3 separate regions of the Mus musculus genome follow, and regions 2 and 3 are each linked to region 1. A link is a contact called in public promoter capture Hi-C data. All regions are on one chromosome and are shown on one strand. The core of a region is the stretch at or near the end of the contact, and the rest is flanking DNA. Distances in the headings are between cores, read along the strand shown. Region 1 overlaps Gars (glycyl-tRNA synthetase). Region 2 overlaps Znrf2 (zinc and ring finger 2). Region 3 overlaps Znrf2 (zinc and ring finger 2).

Region 1 (4,346 bases), core at 836-3,335:
CCAGCACCATGGGCCACTAGATAGGTCTACGTTAATGAAAGTGAAACAAATGTTGAAATTCGATCCTCAGAAACACTGGCTTCTTTTTAAATGCTAAAAAGCCACACATGACTAGTAACTCTAGTTACAACATAGCACAAAATGCAAACCGCAATGGATGGATTCAATCATTTCTAAATATAATGCAAACTCAATGACATAAAGCACTCTCCACCTGCCTATCCTGTGAAGCTTACTGGAAGGTCTGAGGATCATGGACTTCTGCGAACACAACCCCCACTCGCAGCCTTCCTCTTGGCCCTCAAGTTTACCTTTTGTCACAGGCAATTTTAATAAGTGTGTTAGATAAACAAATAAATGAAAAACAATACGTACCCAGGCATATTTCCTCCAGGCCCAATGAAGGTCTGGAACATTAAGTTAAAAGGTACCGGAGGGGACAGGTCATTGCCAGTGGTGGGAGATTTTACATTATAGTTCACAAAAAGATCCGCAAGTTCTTGTTGTCCATAGTTATCAAGCTAAGGGGCACAGAGAGAAGATAATGAGTGCAAACGTTACAGAACAAGGCACAAGATCAAGTACTATCCACAGCTTCGTCCCACCACTGCTCCAACCACACTAAGTGCAGGTCACCAGCCCAACATATGACCAGGAAAAATCCACTAACAAGGACGAGGTCTGCCTGGGGAAAAACGGCTGACTCCAGGTCTGAGACATGAAGCAAACAGAATGAGCCTAAAAGTATCCTGTCATATCAGTGAGCAAGGAAGTTACCGAAGAGTGCTAAGGTGTACTGAGAGACTCAGTGGACACTCCTGCAGCTCAAACGAGACAGTCCAACCATCAGCAATAGCTACCACTAAAGGAGAAGTATCAGTCTTTAATTCCTAAATCAGAACTGAGAACAGCACAAAACCGTGCAGACAGGTGGGATCTCACTGCGTCCATTTGGACTTTATGAAAATGATGGCCCGTGCACTTTTAGATGGATAGTAAGGATCCGACACATCGTTTAAAGCAAGATAGAGGCATGGGTCAAAGATGGAGTCTCCATTTTCTTTATGGCTGAAAAGGGAACTTTCCCATTTTCTTCAGTCAAAAGAAACAGCAGAGGACAAAGTCATTTTGGAATGCTTGTCATCCAGTGGGCCTGGGCCATTTGCACAGTGACGGCCCCATGAAGACGAGCGAGCACGTACCAAGTGTCTAAGCTCTAGTGATGACACAGTCAGAGATGAACAAGCAGGGCCATGTGAATAGTGACAAGATTTTTTTCTCTAACATTTATTTTATTTTTTACAATAAAAAGTTTTAAAGCTGACTTTACGAATCTGTAAATGCAGACAAAGGTCAACAAAGCTTGGGGGTGAGGGGAAGCAAGGGAAGTAAGCAGTCCCAGTTGAGACCACACAGACAGACAGGGAAACAAGGAAGCAAGCATCAGTGGCTGAGTCCACACAAGGAAAGAAAGAACTCTTCCTATGGATGAGTGAATCTGCGCTTCAGAGACGCTCCCACAGTCCCACAGTGGCACTGGAATCACGGCATGAACTAGTATGGCTTTGCCATGACATGGCTCCATACCAGCTGGGCTTTGAGCCATGAGGCTAGAGGTCATTTCTGAGAACTGTGTCAGCTGCCATCCTCACTCTTCACTGAGGTTTTATATATAACAACTGCAACAAAAATCACTGTCCTGAATACGAAAGTCTAGTGTTCAAACTGCAATCACAGGTCCTCAGGTCTCAAAGTTTACTTTACTTGGAAATGAAAGCAACAGGTAAGATCAAAGACACACTCCAAGGCATATATATGACTATATGCCTTGGAGTTAGTAATGCTGAACGGAAAACAAGAAATCAGAGGGGGAAAGGCAGGCATAGTGGTGCACAGCTTTAATCCCAGTAGGCAGAGGCAGGACAGCCTGGTCTACATAGTGAGCCAGGACAGCCAGAGCTATGTAGTGAAACCCTGTCTCCAAAAACAAAAAATAAAATAAATCAACGACAATTAGTGGCATCTCTCACTTCCCTTTAATAAACATGAAGCCTTGGAAAAGGAAGGAAATAGAAGGAACCCATGAGACTGAGGCCACAGGCCACAGGTCCACTCCCAGCGCTGGAAAGAGCTGCAACTGTAGTAGAAGTATAATTAAAAAAAATAATAATAACAACTTTCTAAACTTAACAGCATTAGTGTGACAAGCTTCAGGCAAGTGACAAACTAAACATCACAGGGACTGACACTGCTAGATGGGTAAGCAAGCAGACTAACAAAGTGTTTAAATAAAGAAGAAAATTTTACATCTGATGTTGGAAGGCAAAACTAATTATCAGAGAAGAATGTACATGCTTAAAAGAAAAATAGGCTAAGGGTAGCAAAGAGTCTAGCAATTTCCATGAAAGAAAAGCAAAATGTTAAAAATCAGCATGGTGGCGAAGGCTGATGAGGAATGCCAATTCAAAAAGATTTAAAAACAAACAAACAAAACAAAATAACCCAAAGTGGGTAGGTGGGACAGTTCAGTGGGAAAGGGTATTCAGCACCAAGCCTGACGGCCTGAGTTCAAACCCAGGGATCTATGCAGAGGAAGGAGAGTGCCAACCTGACTCCCTATAGCTGTTGTCTGGCCTCCACCCTAGACCACAGCAGGGGCCACTCCTTCTCTCACAAGGTAAATAAGTAAACTTGACAAAACCAAAACAAGCCAGCAAATGTGAGAGTTCTCTACCCAGTTTTAGACAGACCAATGGGCTTTAGAGCTAGGCATGAATGCTATGCTTGTAATCCCAACAACTGAGAGGCTGAGGCAGGGGGATCACATCAAGCTGGTGGCCAGCTTGTGCTAGTCATGAGGTCTAGACTACTTTGGGCTAGACAGAGACTTCGATGAAAAGACACAGGAAGAAAAGTAGGACCACAACTGTTTGTCGTTAGCCACAGAAGAAAACGTGAGGTATGCTCCATGACTGACACAGTGTAAGAAAAACTGTAAATGCATTTTGCTCAGGCAGAACTCCAGACAGGCGTGGGTTGTTCTGATGTGTCTCCCGACTGCTCACCTGGGCCAAGACACTTTCCATCTCTGACTTCTTCTCAGCAGAGCACTTCTTATCTGACATCAGTTTCTGTAAATGAGCTAGAACAACAGTGCTGGTAAGCGACAGTTTCCAGCAAGGAAGGAGGGCACATTCTGAGCGCCAATGCTGGGCAATGAAGACAAATACAAACTATATATTTGGGATAGGGGTGGGGAGAGGCTGGAGAGATGGCTCAGCAGGTAAGAGCACTGACTGCTCTACTGAAGGTCCTGAGTTCAATTCCCAGCAACCACATGGTAGCTCACAGCCACCCATAATGAGATCTGACGCCCTCTTAAGGGGAATCTGAAGACAGCTACAGTGTACTTAATTATAATATTAAATAAATCTTTAAATATATATTATATAAATAAAATTTATATATTATATATGAATATATTATTTATTTATTTTATGTGTATATGAGTACACTACTGCTCTCTTCAGACACCAGAAGAGGGCATCAGATCCCATTACAGATGGTCATGAGCCACCCTGTAGTTGCCGAGAATTGAATTCAGGACCTTTGAAAGAGCAGCCAGTGCTCTTACCCGCTGAGCCATCTCTCCAGGACCCGAAGCTAATGTTCTTATCTTCTACTTGTTCACTGACACTTTCGCAGGGAGGTCTTGATGTTACCTAGGTAGAAAACCTCGTGCTGATGATGGAATCCAGGACTCTAAACATGCTAAGCAGTCTACCACTGAACTACAGTCCCGGCCCATAATAATGTCTTGATCACTTGCTGATTAGAAAAATTACTACCTGAATATAACTAATCTGTAGGTGACTCTGTAACATAAGCTTGAAACGTATGTTTAGTCTGAATATGTTAAAACAAGCCAATTTTTAAAAAACAGAAAAACTTGAGAAATAAGTCCAACCTTGTTTTGATGAAGTACAAGAAAGATGCAGACGCATACCTTTCAACAGGTGGTCTGCTCGGAAGCACTCTCCGTTCTTCACGTCCTTCACCATGAAGTCAGCAAATTTGTCTACGTGGCCAGAGGTCCTAAGTGAACAAGCAAACCAACAAGTGAACACACACTTCTAGTTACTTCAAATGATGTTCTGCTGGGACACACAAGTGAAAGGATGTCTTGCTAGAGCAAGCACGTGAAAGACTGTTCTCCTGAAGCAGACATGTGAGAGGACACTTGATAAATATGACCCCACAGACAGTGGGGGATGAGTGCTGAGCCTCGGTTTGCTCCACCTTTCTAGTCTCTGCTCACCACAGGCATGTATTGGTTCACCTTAAGT
Region 2 (4,883 bases), core at 1,147-3,646, 170 kb after region 1:
CTTTTACTATAGAAATTCTCAGTTATCTATGGGCAGTCTCTGAACGGTCATACAAAAAATACAAATTAATTCTGTCACTAATTATTGTTTGAATTGGCTTTTTTAAAAGTCACAGTGAGGCTTTCTCGGTGCTGGTTCACATCCGGGTTTAGAAGCCTTATTCCTTTCCCCTTCAATTTTGGGCAGGAACAGCTTTCTTTAGACTTTTTCTGCAGCATAGACCTGAGAGCAAAATGACCAGCCTGTAACATATACTTGGCAGCTATAGCTTCCCACCAACTATACTGATCCTCTTTTCTAAATAAATTGCTAACAATTTTTCACTTTCAAAAATATTGTATTATAATTTATTTATTGCAGGGGGGTTTTGTGGTGACTACAGCCTACAGGAGTAAGTTCTCTCCATCCATGTGAAGATCCTGAGGAGCAAGCTCAGGCAGTCAGGCTTGCGGGCGAGTACTTTTGCCAACTGAACCCACTGAACCATCTCAATGCTGTTTCCCCATGGCCCCCTTTTGGTCTTTTCCTTACAGATTTTCAAGACCCTACTATTATTCAGGTATGTATGGTATGTATGGTATGTATGGTATGTATGTATGTATGTATGCATGCATGCATGCATCTATCTATCTATCTATCTATCTATCTATCTATCTATCTATCTATCTACCTACCTACCTACCTACCTACCTACCTACCTACCTACCTACCTACCTACCTGGTGTGGGGTCAGGGATTCTGAAATAAAGTAAGTATTGCTATATTCTATGCTGATCACAAATTGGAGATCTTTCTGCTTCAGCCTCCTGAATACTGGGACTCCAGGTAGATATCACCATGCCTGGCACTATGCATGCTTTTTAATAAACCTTTCCACAAAGTCATAAACTAAAAGTAACAGGGCTTGATGGTTAGTATCACATTAAAGGAAAACCATACAACATATTTTGTTACCAGAACAAAACCATGTTGATTTTTAATAAATACTGTGCTTTTGGAATGTTAATGAGTTTAATATCATATATATAATTAAGGAAGGATCCAGACTTGATAGGCCATGAAGACAAAAGCCACTGCATATAAACCTTAGCACTGTGGCTGGGGCTTGTCTGAAACCCAGCCTGATGGGACACTGAGCAGGTCATGGGGAGGAGTGCCCTTCAACACTGCATCACTGCAGGCTTGGTCTCATTTGCAGCTGTTACACAGTAGCACTTAGGATGCCAGAAACGGGGTTTCTATATGCCAGCTGCACACATCATCTGCCACAGATCTGACTCTTCTATTTCCAACATAAAACTCTGTTGTCATGTTCAGCGGCATTTCCACCATTTCTATCTGAAATGTAGGTATGATTCAACTTGTAACCATTTTATCAATCATCTAAGTTTACTTTAAATTTGACTGAGTGTACCTAAGTGTACCATATGTGTACACGAGCTCCTGAATGTCAGGAGGGAAGGTGTCAGAGCCTCTACAGCTGGGATTACAGGAGGCCTGAGCCACCACGTGAGTGCTGGAAACAGAAGCCAGGCTCTCTGCTGCTGAGCCATCTCTGAGTACTCCTTAAGCATATTTTGGGGAGATGGAGGGAAAAAGGATATATTGTAAGCAAAAAGAAAGTTCTTATAAAAAGGTAAAAAAAAATTCCTCATTTTTTCCCCTACTTCCTTAGACTTTGAATTTCACATGTACTGCAGAGACAACCTAGAATTTTTTTCCAGTTCCTCTTCACTAAACTTTAATTATGGAAATAGAGAGATGCATTCTTCTTTTTTTTTAAAAAATTATTTTTAATCCTTTTTCTATGGTCCAATCGTTATCCCCCTTCCGTCCGAGGTCTGTCCTCAGTTCCTCATCCCATTCCTCACCTCCTTACCCTCCCCACTTCCTGGGGCCTCAAGCCTCTCAGGGGTTAGGTGAGTCTTTTCTCACTGTGGCCAGACCAGGTACTTCTCTGCTGTATTTGTGTCGGGGGCCTCATACCAGCTGGTGTATGCTGCCTGGGACAACCTAGAATTTTTATTTTCAACTTACAAAAGGGGATTCAACTGCTTTTTTTGTATCGGTAACTAATTGATCACAGCACCATTTACCAAAAGCTTACTCAGTCTACAACACTGTTACAGTACCTCTAGTCAAATGCTTTCATTTACTTAACATTTATTTATTAGTGCTAACATTTCCCAAATTTTAACGCATTTAAATCCTCATAACTAAATAAGTCTGTACTATTATTCTTATGTTAAACATTCAGAGACAAGGCAGTAAAGCCAGTCTAAGATCATACAGTGAGCCCATCAGTGGAGGACCGGCAGTGCTGACTGCAGCTTACATGTCCCCCAGTCCCATGCTGTGGGCTCCCCATGCGGCTCATGTGCGCATGGACTCACTTCTGTCCTTGTTTTATTTCCACATCTCTTAGGACATGTGCCAACAGTATTACTCTTCAGGAGTATGCTCACTGCTCTTTTTGGCCCTTCACTTTTAGTCCACATATATTTTTAGAAACACTGTGTCCAGTTACAAGAAACTAAGAGTTGATTGGGGCAGCATTAACTATACAGATTAATTTGGGTATAATTATTATTTTTTATAATACTAAGTCTTAATCTTAGATACCTTATGTTTCAATAACTGTTGGATAAATATACAAGCATATACATTCATCAGACTCAATCACTGGGTAGGGATGCAGCTTAGTGGTAAAGAACAGCTTGGCACCTGTAAGACCCCAAGTTCTATCTCCAGCACTGACAAGTAAAAGCAGGCGTGGAAAGTATGGAAGTCAGGCACAGTGACACACACCCCAAATCACTCGCTCTCAGGAGGGGAGGACACAGCTGTGAGGGAAGCCCGGGCTGCAAGGACATTTTGAAGCTATCCTATGCTATACCGTTAGATTCTATCTGCAAAACTAAAGTCAAAACTTGGCAAGCCGCGACTGTTCAACTTTTTTATATCTTAACTCATTTATTTTTTAGTCAGGAATTTTTAAAAATAATCAAGATAGCTTATATCAAGCGAGATAAGCAAGAAGAGTTTTCCGTATTTAACACTGCATAGTCACTCTAGTCTAGGCAGTGCTCCCCGTGTTGGTTGACTTCATGAGATTTTAGCACTCATTGTTTATTTAGTTATCAATTGCCTAGATATATGGCTCTTTCCCCTTTTAACTCTGCATTCATCTGTACCTTTAAAGCATGTTTCTTATCAATATCACATTCTACTATTTCACCACCTGTAGTTTATTCTTACAGATATAATGACTGCTTGGCTTGGATTGGATTTTTGTGTCTCCGTTTTGTCTTGTTCACTCTGCTTTCTCCATGTTGCAACAGCCCCCACTTTTAAGTAAACCTCCACTTTATTCTTCCCCTTGGTTCCAATGCTACAACTTCCTATTTTTCTTTTAAAATTTAAATATATTTTATCACTTCTTTTAATTATGAGTATGCATGTAGGTATGTGCATGTGAGTACTAGTGCCCTCTGGGGCCAGAGGTGTTGGGTCCTTCCACCTATAGCCTCTCCCAAGGCCGGAGTTGCAGGTGCTTGTGAGGTCCTTGACATGGGTCCTGGGAATTAAAATGACCAAGATGTGCTCTCAATCCCTGAGCCAACTCTCTAGGCCTTAATTTTCTATTCTCTTTGCAGTTAAATAGTGGTTGTTTTTGCAACAGAGTCTCACTGCTAGGCCTGGAACTCAGCATGTAGACCAGGCTGGCAGAGAACTCAGAGACCCACCTGCCTCATCCTCTTGAGTGCTGGAACTGAACAAGAGCCTTGCCATACCTGGCTTTGTTTTTCAAGCTAATATTGGTCCTATATTACTCTGAAGCAAGAAAAATGTATGTACAACAAGCTGGGATCTCAGCTTGCCATTTGGTTGAAATACAAACCTGGAGACAGTCCAACTGTCTTATTTCCCAGTTGTAATTTGAAGTGGCTGCTACACAGACACCTGCTGACCAAGCTGAAAAACACTTGCAGAACACTAAGTGGCTTAAAAATGGCAGCCACTTAGGTACAACAGATGCATGTTCAAATTTGATCTGAGCAGAGGAGAGAAAGGGAGGTGGAGCATTATTAAGATCCTAAGTTGAACAGAAGAGTTTGCATGAAGAAGAAACCTTTTAGCCCTAACTACAATGCTTGAACTAAGAAAATAATCATTTTACTGTGATATCAACTTAGTTAAAGGCCTACCACGCTTACCCTTTATGATATATACACAGGCAAGGCAGCCGTGCTATGGTGTCCCCCTGCTGCAGTTCTTCAAGGCATATTGCACATTCCCCCGTATCTTTACTCAGCACATCCTCTGTGGAGAGAGAAAGAACTCAGTACAGCAAAACTAGCCATCAAACTGAAAAATCAAAAGACAAAACCTCAACCCACCAATGAATGGCATACTACACCTCCCCAACTGCATAAAACTCAGCACCTACACCTGAAGTCCTGCTGACGATGACTGAGTGCTCTTCACTTCTCCTTCTGGACATCTTACACTCCCGGTCCACAGAGGCATAAATAAGAGTAAGCACGGACACACTACCATAGCTCTCAACTTGCACAAGATTCTGATCCAAAGTCAACAACTCAGTTATGTGTAATTTGAAATTCATAATCTTTCCCCATGTGTCAACATTAGTTTAGTGTCTAAGACAGTTCGAAAAAATTTAGTGTAGTATGGCTAAGAAGACATGAATATAAAATAACCATTCTAAGTTTTTTTGTTTTTTAATTAAAGAAAACAAAAAGAAACAATGCCCTACAGGAAACTGCTAAAAAAGCTGCTTATCTTAAAAAAAAAAAAAAAAGCAGATAACAAAAGAAGAGAAACTCTTCATAGCCTTTCCCATCAACAATGGCATGGCAAAC
Region 3 (4,693 bases), core at 340-2,839, 230 kb after region 1:
CTAAGCTCAGGTTGATTCACTCCACTATGGCTGCTGTTCTTGGTGATCATCCCATGGTACTGACATCTCCAATACACTGGGGTGTTCCACTCCAACTAGGCTTCACCAATAGCCTCTCATAGGCTCTCTTCAGGGTGCCAAGCCTCAAATCCTTTGTATGACCCCTTCAGTCCTGGGCCATCAACTACAGCTGAGGCTTCACCTTCACCTCTGTAGATTGACCTTGAATGCAGAGATCAGCATGCCTGTCTCATGGGATTAAAGGTATGTACCACCATACCTGGATCTAAATTTAGCTGGGTAGGATCTTGCCCCAAGGTCCTATTCCCTTAATCTTTTATCTCCTAGAACACAAGATTTTGCTCCATTTCACTTCCTGGCACCCCTTTAATACTCGAACCATATATTTTATATTTTTCCTTTCTAAGCTTGCTATGCTTGTTCAAACTTCTCTTCATTAAGACTTAACCAGAGAACAAAGTCTCTGCTGGGCTTTTTTGAAACTTCTTTTGTCAATGCAATTAATCCAAGTCTCTTCACTTAGCCTCAGGCAAACTTTTCAGACAAGGGCAAAAAGTAGCCACATTCTTCACCAAAATACCACAAAACCAGTCTTTATGCCACATTCTGAAATTCTTCTCCTTTGAAATCTCTTGGGCCAGGTCAACACAGTTCAAATCACTCCCAGCAACAAAATCTTCCATATTCCTACTAGGATGACCCATTAAGCCCCATTTAAAGCATTCCACTGCTTTCCAAATCCAAAGTCCCAAAATCCACATTCTTTCAAATAAAAGCATGGTCAGGCCTAGCATAGCAATACCCCACTCCTGGTACCAACTTCTGTCTTAGTTAGGGTTTTACTGCTGTGAACAGACACCATGACCAAGGCAAGTCTTATAAAAAACAACATTTAATTGGGGCTGGCTTACAGGTTCAGAGGTTCAGTCCATTATCATCAAAGAGGGAGCATGGCAGTATCCAGGCAGGCATGGTGCAGGAGGAGCTGAGAGTTCTATGTCTTCATCCAAAGGCTGCTAGTGGAAGACTGACTTCCAGGCCTTCCAGGCAACTAGGGTGAGGATCTTAAGCACACACCCACAGTGACACACCCATTCCAACCAGGTCACACCTATTCCAACAAGCCACACCTTCAGATGGTGCCACTCCCTGGTCCAAGGATATACAAACCATCACAATCACTTATTACACCTGCCACATAAATGACCACACTTTTAGAAAGTGAGGTTAAGTTAAGTTATATGTTAAGCTGATCAATTTAAGTCTATACTCAATGTGATAAACAGATTTTAGAATAACCACTTTTAATTCCCACTTTCTAGTGTTTAAACCTTTCCCTCCCCCTTGAGTGTAGCCCAGGCCTAGATACACTAAATGATATGGTAAAGGTGATGCACTCAGCCTGAGATAGAATAAATATGGTCTCCTCTGTTAGGACTAAAGCTAACAAGCCACTACGGAAGTCAGTAGGAAAGTTCCTCAGAACACTAAAAATAGAACTGCCCTATGAACCAGCAACACTGCCCTTGGGAACATACCCAAACAAATCTAAGTCAGTGTATCCCAGGGATAAACTGCACATCCACGTTCCCAGTGACCTTGTTCAAGATTGCTAAGTCATAGAACTAGTCGAGGACTCCTTCAATAAATGAGTAAAATATGACTTAATGCACCGACAGTGGGGTTGGTTCTCTCAGCCATAAAGAATGCAACTAGGAGGCTGGAGATAGGAGCCAGTGGTTAAGAGCACTTGTTCCTCTTGCAGAGGGGTTCAGGTCCTAATATCCACACCACAGCTCCCAACTTCTGGCTCACAATTTTGAATTTCAGGGGATCTGACATCCTCTTATGAATTCCTTATGCAGCAGGCACAAACATGTGCAAGACATACGAGCAATCAAAATACTCACATTCATGAAATAAAATCTTTTAAAGTGACATATCATTTTCAGAAAATGGGCAGAAATGGAGAGTAATTGTTAAATGAAGTAAGCCAGATTTAACATGAATACTTCATGGTTTTGAAATCCAGATTTTAAAAGAGGATGAAACTATTTGGGAGGATGAATGAGACAGGACAGGAGAGGTTGATGGCAGAGTGAATAGGACCAAAGTAAACAATGTATGACAATGTCACCTGCCAGGCAGTGGTGGCGCACGCCTTTAATCCCAGCACTAGGGAGCAGACAGGCAGATCTCTTGTGAGTTCAAGGCCAGCCTGGTCTACAGAGTGAGTTCCAGGACAGCTGGGGATACACAGAGAAACCCTGTCTCAAAAACCAACCAAACAAACAAAAGCAAAAAGAGGAGGAGGAAGAGGGAAGGAGGGAGAGAAGGAAAGAAAGGAGAGAGGAAAGGAAATGTCACACCAAAACACATTATTCTACAATGCCTCCACTAAGAATTAGGAGTGGGGAGAAGAGTCAGGCACTGTGAACCTAACCACCACAAAGAAATAAATTATGCTAATCCACCTGAAGGAATCTGCAGGCAGATCCTCCTCAGGTGAGAGCAAGCAACAGCCCCAGTGCCCACACCAACACCCTGGCCCACTAAGCTGTGCCCAGACTCCTGACCTACAGATATTGATGAACATGTACTGCATCAAATAGCTGTATTTCTAATACTCTACTAACAAGCAACATAGGACTCTTACAACATAGAAGGTTTTTTCTGAACCTTTTGTTAACACAAAGTACCATGGTTTCTCCAATTTCTAAACATGTTAATGTTTAGAAACGGTTCAGAACCTACAGAATTTGAACAAACTTGCATTTAAAAATGCTTAGGAGTATTTATATAAGAAAGTAAATCCAAAAAATGTCTTTGCTACATAAAGCAGTCGATGAACTCTTTCCTCTCAGCCCATTTGCCCACATCCCAGATTGTATGTATAGCCAGGGAAAATTATGCACAAGATGAGTAAGAGATCGGTGGACAAACAGCAATAAGATCCTACTTACTGGGTACCAGGCAAAGCAACCAAGCAGAAGAGAGTCCAGCAGGCAGGCTTTCCATGTGAGCATACAACAGAAGGCTCTCAAAGGGTCGCCCTGGGCAATTCATCCCACTCCTCCAACCTCAAGGTTACTTCCAAACAATTTCCAAAGCAGGACCATCCAGGCCGGAAGCCACACTTCTGCAAGCAACATAAGCTATCACCTGTGGTCTTCAAAGATAGACGGAGTTTACAAGTGAGAAATATTCACCATCCAAATCCCTTGGCAGGGACAGCAGAAGTGGTTGTTACCAGCATGGCTTCCCTTTCACATCACCAAGCAACTTCTGCCCCTCCCCAAGAAAATCATCAACTGTGTAAAGGAAAATCCAAAATGGAGAGCAGATTAACTATAATCTCCAAAATTCAAATATTGTGTAATTATTCTAAGTAGTGACTGAGAACAACTCCATAAAACTTCACATCTGTGCTGAAAATTAATTTAAATAAATCTTCCTAGGAATACAAATCTTACTTAACACACTCAATTTTAAATGATGGCTCAGGGTTTTTTTCAATATAAATAACAGGAGACACCTGAATTACAGGCTGCTTAACTCCTCCCAGGCACGCCACACCCAAATAAGCTCAAGACAATTAAGCAGCCAAAAGCAAGGAAGGAACTGCTGGTTCAATGTCTTAAAGTAACTCACTGTGGAATCTTACTACCAGACCCAGATACATTACTCAAGTCCATAGGATTTCTCTAGAAATAATCTTCATTCACTGGGGCATTTTAACAGTCTAACTCACCTCCTTTGACAGCTACATCAGAAAAGACTATTTTACCACTCCTATTAATAGATTTTATGAACATCAGCAATGTAGTGGGAAAATATAGGCAAAAAATAAAGTCAAACAAATCCTCTTTAAGATATCAAGGCTTTCAAATGTCAACAATGCTCTTAGAGACCAGTTTAAAAACAAATCTAGAACCAGAATATTATCGGTATGGGGGGGGGACGACTTGTGTTCACTGTATATACAGTATTCACCTCAGCAGTCTAGGAGTAAATGAAAACAAGACAGCCCTGCTTGCTCTAAAAACTCCACACAGATTCTAATTATCTCCTAATCTCCATGAGAACTCAATGGCTACAAGCTGAAACATCTGGTCACTCACCTCCCTTCCAGTCACTTAATTCTCTAGAGAAAATAAAGAATGTGTGCAGCCAAACCAGAGAGCAGACAGCAACAATCATCACAGAAAACCTGGCTCAGTGTGGGAACTCAGTGCCACAGAGAAGCTTACAAATCTACTGGCTATACTGCTGAACGGAAAACAGTGTAAAGAGTGACAGCTTACGTTTTCTCTTTCAATATATAGCATTGAGGGTCTACAAGGAACGATTCTTGTATTTTTAGTAGCATACTTTCTAGTTAAGAAACAGTATAGACATTAGTGCTTTATAGAGTTATAATAAGTACTTTCTGTTGATTTAGAAATACTTTCTCAATTTTCAGTTGGAGTCCATTATGTATGCCCTAACAATTCATAACTCAATAAACACTGCATATGCCCAACCTTTCCTGTAACTGAATAAACGCACTGGTATAAAACATAGTAAAGTGAAATTAATGTAAAGAATCAAGTCTGATTCCTTAAGGCAGCACATCATGCCCCCTCCACCTCAGGAGGACTAGAAACGTGCTTCAGTTAGCTTTCCTCGTGAC

Evidence for each region. Capture Hi-C pulls out chosen DNA fragments and counts their contacts.
Region 2: a promoter capture Hi-C map of adipose tissue shows a contact between it and region 1. The contact joins two enhancer-like sites. A contact is called at or near these places in 2 of 9 other capture datasets (adipose tissue and liver).
Region 3: a promoter capture Hi-C map of adipose tissue shows a contact between it and region 1. The contact joins two enhancer-like sites. A contact is called at or near these places in 14 of 39 promoter capture datasets (the 3T3-L1 cell line, 3T3-L1-derived adipocytes, the C10 cell line and 8 more), 4 of 484 Hi-C or Micro-C datasets (CD8 T cells, the G1E-ER4 cell line, embryonic fibroblasts and 1 more), 6 of 115 datasets of contacts at active chromatin or transcription factors (the SCID.adh cell line, T-cell acute lymphoblastic leukemia, bone marrow-derived macrophages and 3 more) and 3 of 9 other capture datasets (adipose tissue, liver and pancreatic islet).

Annotation. Positions count from the first base shown.
Region 1 is chr6:55,051,925-55,056,270 of GRCm38.p6, reverse strand. It overlaps Gars (glycyl-tRNA synthetase), which reads right to left. Exons shown (of 17, transcript NM_180678.3): 5 at 4,007-4,095; 6 at 3,066-3,142; 7 at 376-521. Among named protein-coding and RNA genes, the nearest start is that of Gars, 16 kb to the right of the region's middle. Within about 2 kb of position 2,085, at least 11 of the 459 cell types and tissues checked have an H3K27ac peak or open chromatin away from gene starts, as enhancers often do. A contact at or near this core is called in adipose tissue, where this site is marked.
Region 2 is chr6:54,877,789-54,882,671 of GRCm38.p6, reverse strand. It overlaps Znrf2 (zinc and ring finger 2), which reads right to left. Exons shown (of 5, transcript NM_199143.2): 3 at 4,218-4,323. Among named protein-coding and RNA genes, the nearest start is that of Znrf2, 63 kb to the right of the region's middle. Within about 2 kb of position 2,396, at least 9 of the 459 cell types and tissues checked have an H3K27ac peak or open chromatin away from gene starts, as enhancers often do. A contact at or near this core is called in adipose tissue, where this site is marked.
Region 3 is chr6:54,819,462-54,824,154 of GRCm38.p6, reverse strand. All of the region lies in intron 1 of Znrf2 (zinc and ring finger 2), which reads right to left. Among named protein-coding and RNA genes, the nearest start is that of Znrf2, 4.9 kb to the right of the region's middle. Within about 2 kb of position 1,589, at least 9 of the 459 cell types and tissues checked have an H3K27ac peak or open chromatin away from gene starts, as enhancers often do. A contact at or near this core is called in adipose tissue, where this site is marked.